Linked DNA regions of Mus musculus: region 2 is linked to region 1. Evidence: chromatin contacts called from public promoter capture Hi-C data. All regions are on one chromosome and are shown on one strand. Each heading gives the region's core, a stretch centred on a gene start, on an enhancer-like site or on the middle of the called end of the contact. The rest is flanking DNA. Distances are from core to core; before and after follow the strand shown.

Region 1 (4,451 bases), core at 1,070-3,569:
CTCTTTGTAATTAATACACATAAGCATTGTTTTATAGTTAACTAGAGGTTAAATTTTAGAAACCAGAAATCAAATGAAGCTGCTATGTAAACTGAGGGAGTTCATTTATCATTTACAAAAGTATCTGGAAGCTGGGAATGGTGGCACACGCCTTTAATCCCAGCATTTAGGAGGCAGAGGCAGGTGTATTTCTGAGTTCGAGGCCAGCCTGGTCTACAGAGTGAGTTCCAGGACAGCCAGGGCTACACAGAGAAACCCTGTCTTGGAAAAAAACAAAAAAGCATCTGGCTGCTACTCTCAGGTCCCCGGTGAGGAGTCTCTATCCACACCACAGGACTTTTAAAGACACCTTAGAGAAACTTACATCCCATGCTCTTGGGTGTGCCTGTCTTTCTTTCCAAGAGAGTGGCTCTTTCCTAACCCTCATGCTTAAGCCTGAATTAAATAGCTTTATTAAACCCCAACCTTGGCCTGCAAGATGGCTAGGTAAGTGAAGTGCTTGCTAACAACCGGAGTTCAATCCCAGAACCCACATACAAGTAGGAGAGAGCTGGGTCTGCGAAGTTGTTCTCTGCAATGGAACACATATGACAGAAAAGCAGAACAGACGGGACTATCTGGAGGAAGGAAACAGATCAGCAGTAGTATGTGCCCCTCTGTGACACTAACTCTTTAAAACTGCTTCAGGGGCTGCTGAGATGACTTCAGGAGTTAGGGCACACTGCTCTTACAGACCTGAATTCAGCTCCCAGCATCCACACAGATTGCTCTCAAAACCACCTGTGACACCAGCCTCTGGGGTCTGACACTGTCTGACCTCTACAGAACTTGTTTGTACACAGTTGCACCTACCCACCACACAGACAAAGAATCTCTTACCAACAACAATATCCTGCACGGTTACCATCTATCCTGAATCCACTAACACCTGCATCTCTCACATTTTCTAGGATGGATAAGTAGCCGCAAAATAGAAAACAAAAGGAAAACTAGGCTAGGAGGCATGCACCACATCCACACTTGGGAGGCAGGAAAAAAATTGCTTTGTACAAGGAAACTTGTTTCAAACCAAGTTTCTGGACAAGTGTGAGCTGCTGAGTGATAAAATGGTGACAATGAAACTTTGCTTAGTGGCAGTCATACATTAGTAACAGTGCACCTGTACAAGGCTCTACATGCAATGCTATCTTTCACTAAGACAAATGGAGTGCTGCTGGGGGGATGCAGTGGGAGCGAGAAATGAGACCTTTGAACAAGGGGCAGGAAGCGGGGAGGGGGGAGAGTGGTCAAAGGATACAAACTTTCAGTTTTAAGTTCTGGATACTTAATGTACAGTGGAGTGACTAATAATAATGGATACTTGAAACTCTGCTGAGAGCAGACCAAGTGCTCTCCTCAAAAAAGAAAATGAAGGTACCTGAGTAAGGTCCCGAGTGAGGTCTGTGTTCATTAACTTGACAATGGTAATTATTTCACAACCTCTACACGCATCAAAATATCACGCTGTACATCTTTATATAAATTATTATTTTGTAAGTCATACCTTAACATGAGCTAGAGATGGGAGACAATATCGAGAGAATCCTGAAAAGGATGGGGATTGAGGAATATACTAGAAAAAGTAAAGATACTGAAAGCGACCCGTTCTTTAAAAATCTTTTAGGGCAAAACTGAGATTTGCTGATTGCAAAAAAATCATTACAAAAGAGTAAATTTAGACCAAATCCATACCATTCAGCAGAGAAAGGAGAAACGAGGTTCCAGAAAGCCACAGAAAGATTTTGACGGTACCACCGGGAAGGTCTGAAAATGGGTTTCGTGGCCCAGAGAGTCAAGGATGGGGGCGTTCCAACCCGGCCACCCCACCTGCAGCGGGGCCTGGGAAAAGCAAGCTCAGCACAGGGTTGGATCGCCCACCTAGGGCGAGAAAGCGGCCACGGGACCAGCGGAACCGAGAAGCGCCCGACCCCAGGGACGAAGGGCTGCAGAAGGGCGGGGCGCGCGTCGCGGAGGTCGGGAGGGCGACCCAGGGCGGCAGCGCAGCCTGGACCCCTTCTCGGGCCACGGCGGGGGAGGGACCGAGGGTCGAGACCACAGAAGACACAACTTACTCCGCGGTCTTCCTCCGAGAGGAAGTCGGGGCCGTCATCCAGGCCTTCCTGTGGGGTCGGCGGGCCCAGCACACCGAAGGGGAGGCAGGGAAAGGGGGAGACACAAAGAGAGACATTAGCGCCCAGCCCGCGCCGTCCCCGCGCCCGCCGCCCCCACCGCGCGCCCCGAGTTCGGCGCCGCCGTGAACACCCACCATCATGGCTGCTTCGAGTCCAGGGCTCGCGCAGTCGCACAAGCAAGGCCACGAACCTAGTCGGCCGCGCGGGTGGGGCGGAGGGCGGAGCCGAGCGCCAGCCCCGCCCCCCGCCCGCTCTAGGAGGGGGAGCAGTCCCTGAAGGGGAAAGGACGCAGGGTCCTTTGCTCCAGGTAAGAGGGAGGGTTGGCCCAGAGCGATAGTCGCTGCTCACTGCTGGCGAGCTCAGGCTTGGGAAGGCCCCAGGGCCACCCGGAGAACGGTCCACGTCTCTTGCCCCCGAGGGCCCCTAAAAAACTGTACCAGTACTCCCAGGAAGTCACAGTAAATATTCTTGTCTTTGTATTGAGTTACATGATGATTAATCACCATTAATACCATATTGCCTGTGGAAGTTTCAGGAGCCAAAAGCCTTCACACAATAAGCAGACAGGGGCTATAATCAAGCTTTTACTGCTGGGGAAGTAATAACTACCTCAGTTTGGGGTGCTAATGACCGAGCACTATAAAAACAGAGCCGTTCTCATTACAAGAGTATTCCTTGCCTGTATACTAAGAAACAATCGCCAGACCTGATCTAACTGTCCAGCTGAGTAGCAGGAAAGGAGCATCCACAGATGCTTCAAGAAAATAATCCCTTGGGCCAGCATGTTGGTTTAGCAGTGAGGAAAAGTACTTGCTGCTAAGCCTAGAGGCCTGAGTTCAAGCCCCAGGACTGACCCACAAGGTAGAATGGTACTGCAGATTGTCCTTTCACACACACAAAACCAATAAATAAATAAATTTTATAAAAATAATCATTTCTAACTTACCACACTTCACTTCTACAAAGGATCACTCAAGCAAAGCTGTGTCTCCACTTTTATTTATTTATTTATTTATTTATTTATTTAGAGACAGGGTTTCTCTGTATAGGCCTGGCTGTCCTGGAACTCACTCTGTAGACCAGGCTGGCTTCTGACTCAGAAATCTGCCTGCCTCTGCCTCTGCCTCCCAAGTGCTGGGATTAAAGGCGTGTGCCACCACCGCCCGGACTATTGTGTCTCCACTTAATGACATCATCACTCTCAAGGTCCAAGCCTGGTTTCGACTTGTCCTCTTCAGATCCTTCATCTCCTCATGCCTCACATCCAAACAAATACCACCGTGTCTGCAATTGACTCATTTTCTCCACCTCCCTTCCTACACATATACATGTAAATAACGATCTGCTGGTGTGAATCTTCTCTCCACCCCTGGCCTTACTAGCATCTCAGCCTTCCTGGCTCTGACAATGACACCCTAATTTCAGCCAAGAAGCAGTTACAGAGAGATTCCATTGCCCTTTATCATCAACAAAAAGTCTGAAATGACCAAAGTGCACATGCTGGCCAGCCTCCAGGCTCTCAGCATCTCAAATATCTACTACAGGGCCCATGATGGCAGCCCAGCTCCTCTTAGCTCTTCTCACCCTGCCCCTACCCTAAACGTCTCCAGCTCACAGGCTTCCCCTCCCCAGTGCATTCCGACCATGTTCTCTCTCTCTCTCTCTCTCTCTCTCTCTCTCTCTCTCTCTATGTAAGTACACTGTAGCTGTCTTCAGACACTGCAGAAGAGGGCGTCAGATCTCCTTACAGATGGTTGTGAGCCACCATGTGGTTTCTGGGATTTGAACTCAGGACCTTCGGAAGAGCGTTCGGTGCTCTTAACCACTGAGCCATCTCTCCAGCCCCCTATGTGATCTCTTGGTCCCCTCTCTCTTGTCTCTCTTTTCCTTCCCTCTTTCACTCTCCCCACCCCCCTTTCTCCTTTCATGCCCTGGTCCAGTCTGCTGCTCCTGTAAATTCTACTTTCTCTCCTTGCTCTGGATTCTTCCAATTGATTGTACCCTCTCTTGTATCTATAATAAGAACTTCCTCTCAACCATGGTCTTAGAGAGACCATTGAATTTACTTTAAGGGTTTTTTAGGGGGCTGGAGAGATGGTTCAGTGGTTAAGGGTACTAACTGCTCTTTCAGGGGTCCTGAGTTCAATTCCCAGCCACCACATGGTGGCTCACAACCATCTGTAATGGGATCTAATCTCTTCTTCTGACGTGTCTTCTGGTGTGTCTGAAGAGAGCAACAGTGTGCTCACATAAAATAAATACATAAGTAAATCTTTTTTT
Region 2 (4,451 bases), core at 654-3,153, 150 kb after region 1:
CAGGGAATCTTTGTGAGTTTGAGGGCTGGGCTACAAATCAAGTTCCAGTCTAGTACACAGAGGAACGCTTTTCAGAACTGCACCCTGAGCCTCCCAACTCCTCCAGAAGAAAAGCAGGTGGCACCTCTGCCTCAGGGTCTACCTAATCCAACACTTTAAAAAAAGATTACCTGAGTGAAATGTGGGGCAGAAGGGAAGAGAGAACAATTAAAACTTATTTTACGGCTAATGCCAAGTACTGAGTTTTACCTGATTTGTGTTGCTTTAACAACAGCAGACTCATACATCTCCTTTTTAGTGGGCTGAACCCTGTATCTGAATAATAAGGGATCGATTGCATCTTTCTTCTTCCTAAAAAGAAGAGGGGAACAGACCCAAATCAGTTAGTCCTTTGGAAACATGAGGTCCTTAAAGTTTCATTTCTTTGCGCATTGTTGTAATAGAATCTTTCCTTTTTTCTTTTTCTTTTGAAACAGGGTCTCTCATATGTAGTTCTAGCTGGCCTTGAACTCAGAAAGAGCAGCCTGCCTCGAAGGTATGCTCTACTATGCCAGATATAATACAAGCTTATGTGGTTTTATTTTAACTTAAGGGTTTTTTTGTAAGTTACATAGCCTTTCCACATTGTACTAGACAAAGCACTGTAAGGCATAACTTAATCTAAGGTAGGCATTTTAATTATCCATTCAATAAAATTTCCTCTGGTAAAATTGGAATTAATTAATAAATTAGCTGGAAATAAATTAGTACTTAGTACCATTTAGGTTAGAATTTGAGACAGGGTCTCAGATAATCTGGGCTGGCTTTGAGCTCATTACATAGTGAAGGATGATATAGAACTTACTACATAGCTGAGGGTATCTTAACCCTGGACCCCCCTGCCTTCCCCTTCCAATGCAGTATTATAGGCATGTGCCACCTATTCCAGCTGGTTGGGGAATTGAACACATCTTTATGCATGCTAGGTAAGTATTCTACCAATTGAGCTATCCCCAGCTCTTTTGTCAGAAAAGTTTGGAAAAAAAAATGTCAAAGGAAGATAAAGGGAAAGTGGGCCCAGAGGCACACTGCCTGCAGTCCCAGTGCTAGGGAAGCAGGTGTGAGGGTCAGAAGGCCAAAAGTTAGCCTAAGGGACACAGGAGTTGCAAGCTAGCCTGGGAATCTGAAAAAGAAAATGGAAATAGAAAGTTATTGTAATTGCTTTTAAATTTTCTTCATAGTGCCAAACCAGGCCTGGTGTTTGGGGCCTGTATTCAGGAAACTGAGACATAAGTTCAAGGCTATAAAAAGTAAAAATTATAGTCAATATATACTTTAAAAAAGGAAGTATGGGTCAGTGGCAGGATATCTGTCTAGTTCAAGCACACACAAAAAAGGCAAAGAAACCACACAGTTAATCTCCATTCTAACTACCTTCTCACTCACCTTTGGGGTGTATCTATTCACTCACCACCTTCACTCAGCAGTGGAAAGCCTACAGTACACTAGATACTATTTGTAATGACAAAGGTCAGCAACCTCTAGAATTGAAATGATGGGCAATGCAAGCAAGCAAAACAAACAAACGAACAAAAACCCACCCAAAACCCTAACAACAAAAACCCCACTACCTTATATGAGCAGTGATACTTGATAACTGACTAGCTAGGCCTTCTAGGAAGTTAGTATTTAAAGAGGTGTGTGTGGTGGTAATGGTGGGGGAATGAGGAACAACCCATGAGCAAATCTTAGAACACCTTCAGAGGAAGAAGAAACACTGAAGAACCTGAGGTAAAAGTGTGCACGCTTAGCACAAGAAGCAGTCAGTATCAGAGGAGAAAGGAGATGCATTCAGCCAGAGGTGGTGACAATACAACTAATGGAGCTTTGCTGGAGCCTTTTCATTAAAGCTTCCTTTGGGATAAAATCCTGACTGCATTCTTTCTAAGGAAGCATGACGACCAGCCAGAGAGCAACAGAAACAGTTCCTATTACAACTTACCCACCAAATAGGAAGACTATTCAGCTGACTTCCCTCTGTGTTACTTTCCTCTCTTGCTACTCCATGTCTAGGTCTACACAGAGGAGAAATTTCCCTGAACTTAAGTATCTCAATCGTAGCTGCTGATCCCCCACCAGCAAAGAACTGACAAGGGCAGGTCTGTTTCTATTTGTACAGTGACATCTTAACACCAAACGTACTTCTCGGTGTTAAATCACTGGCCCAGTTAGTCAGCCCTCTATACCAGAAGATTCCAGGCGTGGTGGTGCATGTCTGTACTCCCAGCCCTTTGAGGCTGGGGCCAATGGAGTTGTATGAGTTCAAGGCCAGCCTGATCGAACATAAGGAGCTCCAGGCATAGTGAGACCATGACTCAAAAAAACAAGTATTTGGGGTGGGGGGGTATGTTCATCTGTACTAAGGATACAGAACATTTTTCTCTGCCACTATTCTCTAAACAGTACAGTCTAATGCTAGTTACAGAGCACGTACAGTTTATCTGAAATTACAAGTCGTCTATGGACGAGTTAAGTACACGTGTCTATGCAAATACTGTGCACTTCCTAAGGAGCTCTACTGAGCACCTACAACTTCTTTATTTGAGGAAAAGGGTGGTAGTAAGTTCCTGGAAATTTTCCATGGATACTGGGACAATTCATTCCATTTACTAACAACAAAATTGTTTCTCTCTCATATGCATGTGTATATATATCTATATCTATCTATCTATATATACACAATATAATTTTTACTAAAAAGCAATGTATTTATATTTGATAAAGGGGAAAAACTAAAATTTCAATAGTCTAGAAGTAACCAAAAAAAATCTACTGTATTTTCAATATAAAGTTTCTTTTTAAGAAATTATCAAGTTATGTTCACTACAACTCTTCTGCAATGAGAACCCATAAATGAGTACTGTTTCAGCATAGACAGCTATTTACAATAATACTCACACATACATATTATATTTAATGTCCACCTCAGCTTACATATTACACTTTCATGCACAGAACTACAAATAACAAAATGATTAGGATCAGTTCTTTCAAAATATCTTTGCTGAGATGGCTGAGCAGGTAAAGGTGTTTGCTATCATCAAGCCTGACTTCAGCCCTGTGGCCCACATAGAAGGAAAGAACTAATCCGGCAAGGTGTCCTCTGATTTTACATACAATCTCCCCCACACACAGACAAAAGACCACATCATCTTAACTAACAATCCAGTTATCATGACATCAGAGTATATTATACAAAAGGAATTCAATGAATGTAAAATCTTGAAATAAGTCAGGCGTGGTAGAGCATATGTATAACTCCAGTACTCAGGAGGCAGAGGCAGGAGGATGGCAAGTCTACACCCAGACTGAGTTATAGTAAGTTTGAGGTATCTTGGGCTAACATAGAAGGATCCTCCTATCTCAAGAAAACAAAGATTTATATTTATTATCTGTATAGTTATGTTATTATATAGTTACATATTAATATATTAACAAATATCATTATATTTTCATCCAGAGGTTTCTGAAATAATTACCTCTCCTTTTGCTCCTACAATCACCACCAGGATAGTATATTATTCAAAATATACTCTATTCAGTATGTCAGGCCAGGATAATGATTTTTTTTTCAGCCTACTTCAACTTTAGATGGTATCTGTTTAGAGACGGCCCCATAAAAACTTTGATTCATGAAACGGTTTGGGGCTGGAGAAATGGCTCTGCAGCTGAGATCACTTGCTGCTCGCTCTTGGAGAGGACCCAGATTTAATTCCCAAAACCTACATATTGGCCCACAACCATCTGTAAACCCCAGTTCCAGGGAACCCAACACCATCTTCCACCCTATTCCAACTTCCAAGCACATACTGCACACAAGACAGTCATGGAGACAAAAACAGAAAACCTATATACATAATATAAATAAAAATTTTTTAAAAGTTTTTTTTGATAGCTTTATCATACATCAGAGTATATTAGAAATGGCCTAAACCTAACTACATTGTCTGGAAATCAACTAAATAAACTTGCCTATACTTGCCACATCTTAATCAGACAGTGCGCTGTGAATAATTTAGCCAAGATTATCTATCAGTTTAGCTCAGTTTTCAGAGACCTTATGGTTATAGATAAATTTCAGCATTTGGCTATTGATAGATCCATTAGGCCTTCTGTGTAACAATTACACACTCTGGTTTCATCACCTCTAAAACAGTTCAAATGTTTATCTAGTGCTACAAATAGCCAAGAAGGTTGATCGACTTTCATAAAAAGCTTGAAATACTTAAGATGCTAAAATAATTCCAAACTCATGGTGTAACTTCTTGTGTGTGCTACAAGAAGGGCTCTAGTGTTATCTTCACCTATTCTAAAGTCTCAAAGGCTGTGAGCCAAGCATGATGCTAGATATTTATAATTCGAGCACTTACAAAGCAGACACAGGAGGATCTCTGGGAGTTCCAGGCCATCAA

What was found. Promoter capture Hi-C pulls out the DNA fragments that hold promoters and counts their contacts.
Region 2: a promoter capture Hi-C map of neutrophils shows a contact between it and region 1, with 2.1 times the contacts expected there. The contact joins the enhancer-like site here to the promoter of Snx6 in region 1. A contact is called at or near these places in 4 of 39 promoter capture datasets (the C10 cell line, hematopoietic stem and progenitor cells and neutrophils), 2 of 115 datasets of contacts at active chromatin or transcription factors (craniofacial prominence and intestinal villus epithelium) and 3 of 9 other capture datasets (adipose tissue, liver and macrophages).

What each region holds. Positions count from the first base shown.
Region 1 is chr12:54,793,343-54,797,793 of GRCm38.p6, forward strand. Snx6 (sorting nexin 6) reads right to left here and starts at 2,320. Exons shown (of 14, transcript NM_026998.3): 1 at 2,306-2,320; 2 at 2,112-2,159. The coding sequence starts at 2,311.
Region 2 is chr12:54,946,553-54,951,003 of GRCm38.p6, forward strand. It overlaps Baz1a (bromodomain adjacent to zinc finger domain 1A), which reads right to left. Exons shown (of 27, transcript NM_013815.2): 5 at 250-351. Among named protein-coding and RNA genes, the nearest start is that of Gm51983, 23 kb to the right of the region's middle. Within about 2 kb of position 1,904, at least 7 of the 459 cell types and tissues checked have an H3K27ac peak or open chromatin away from gene starts, as enhancers often do. A contact at or near this core is called in neutrophils, where this site is marked.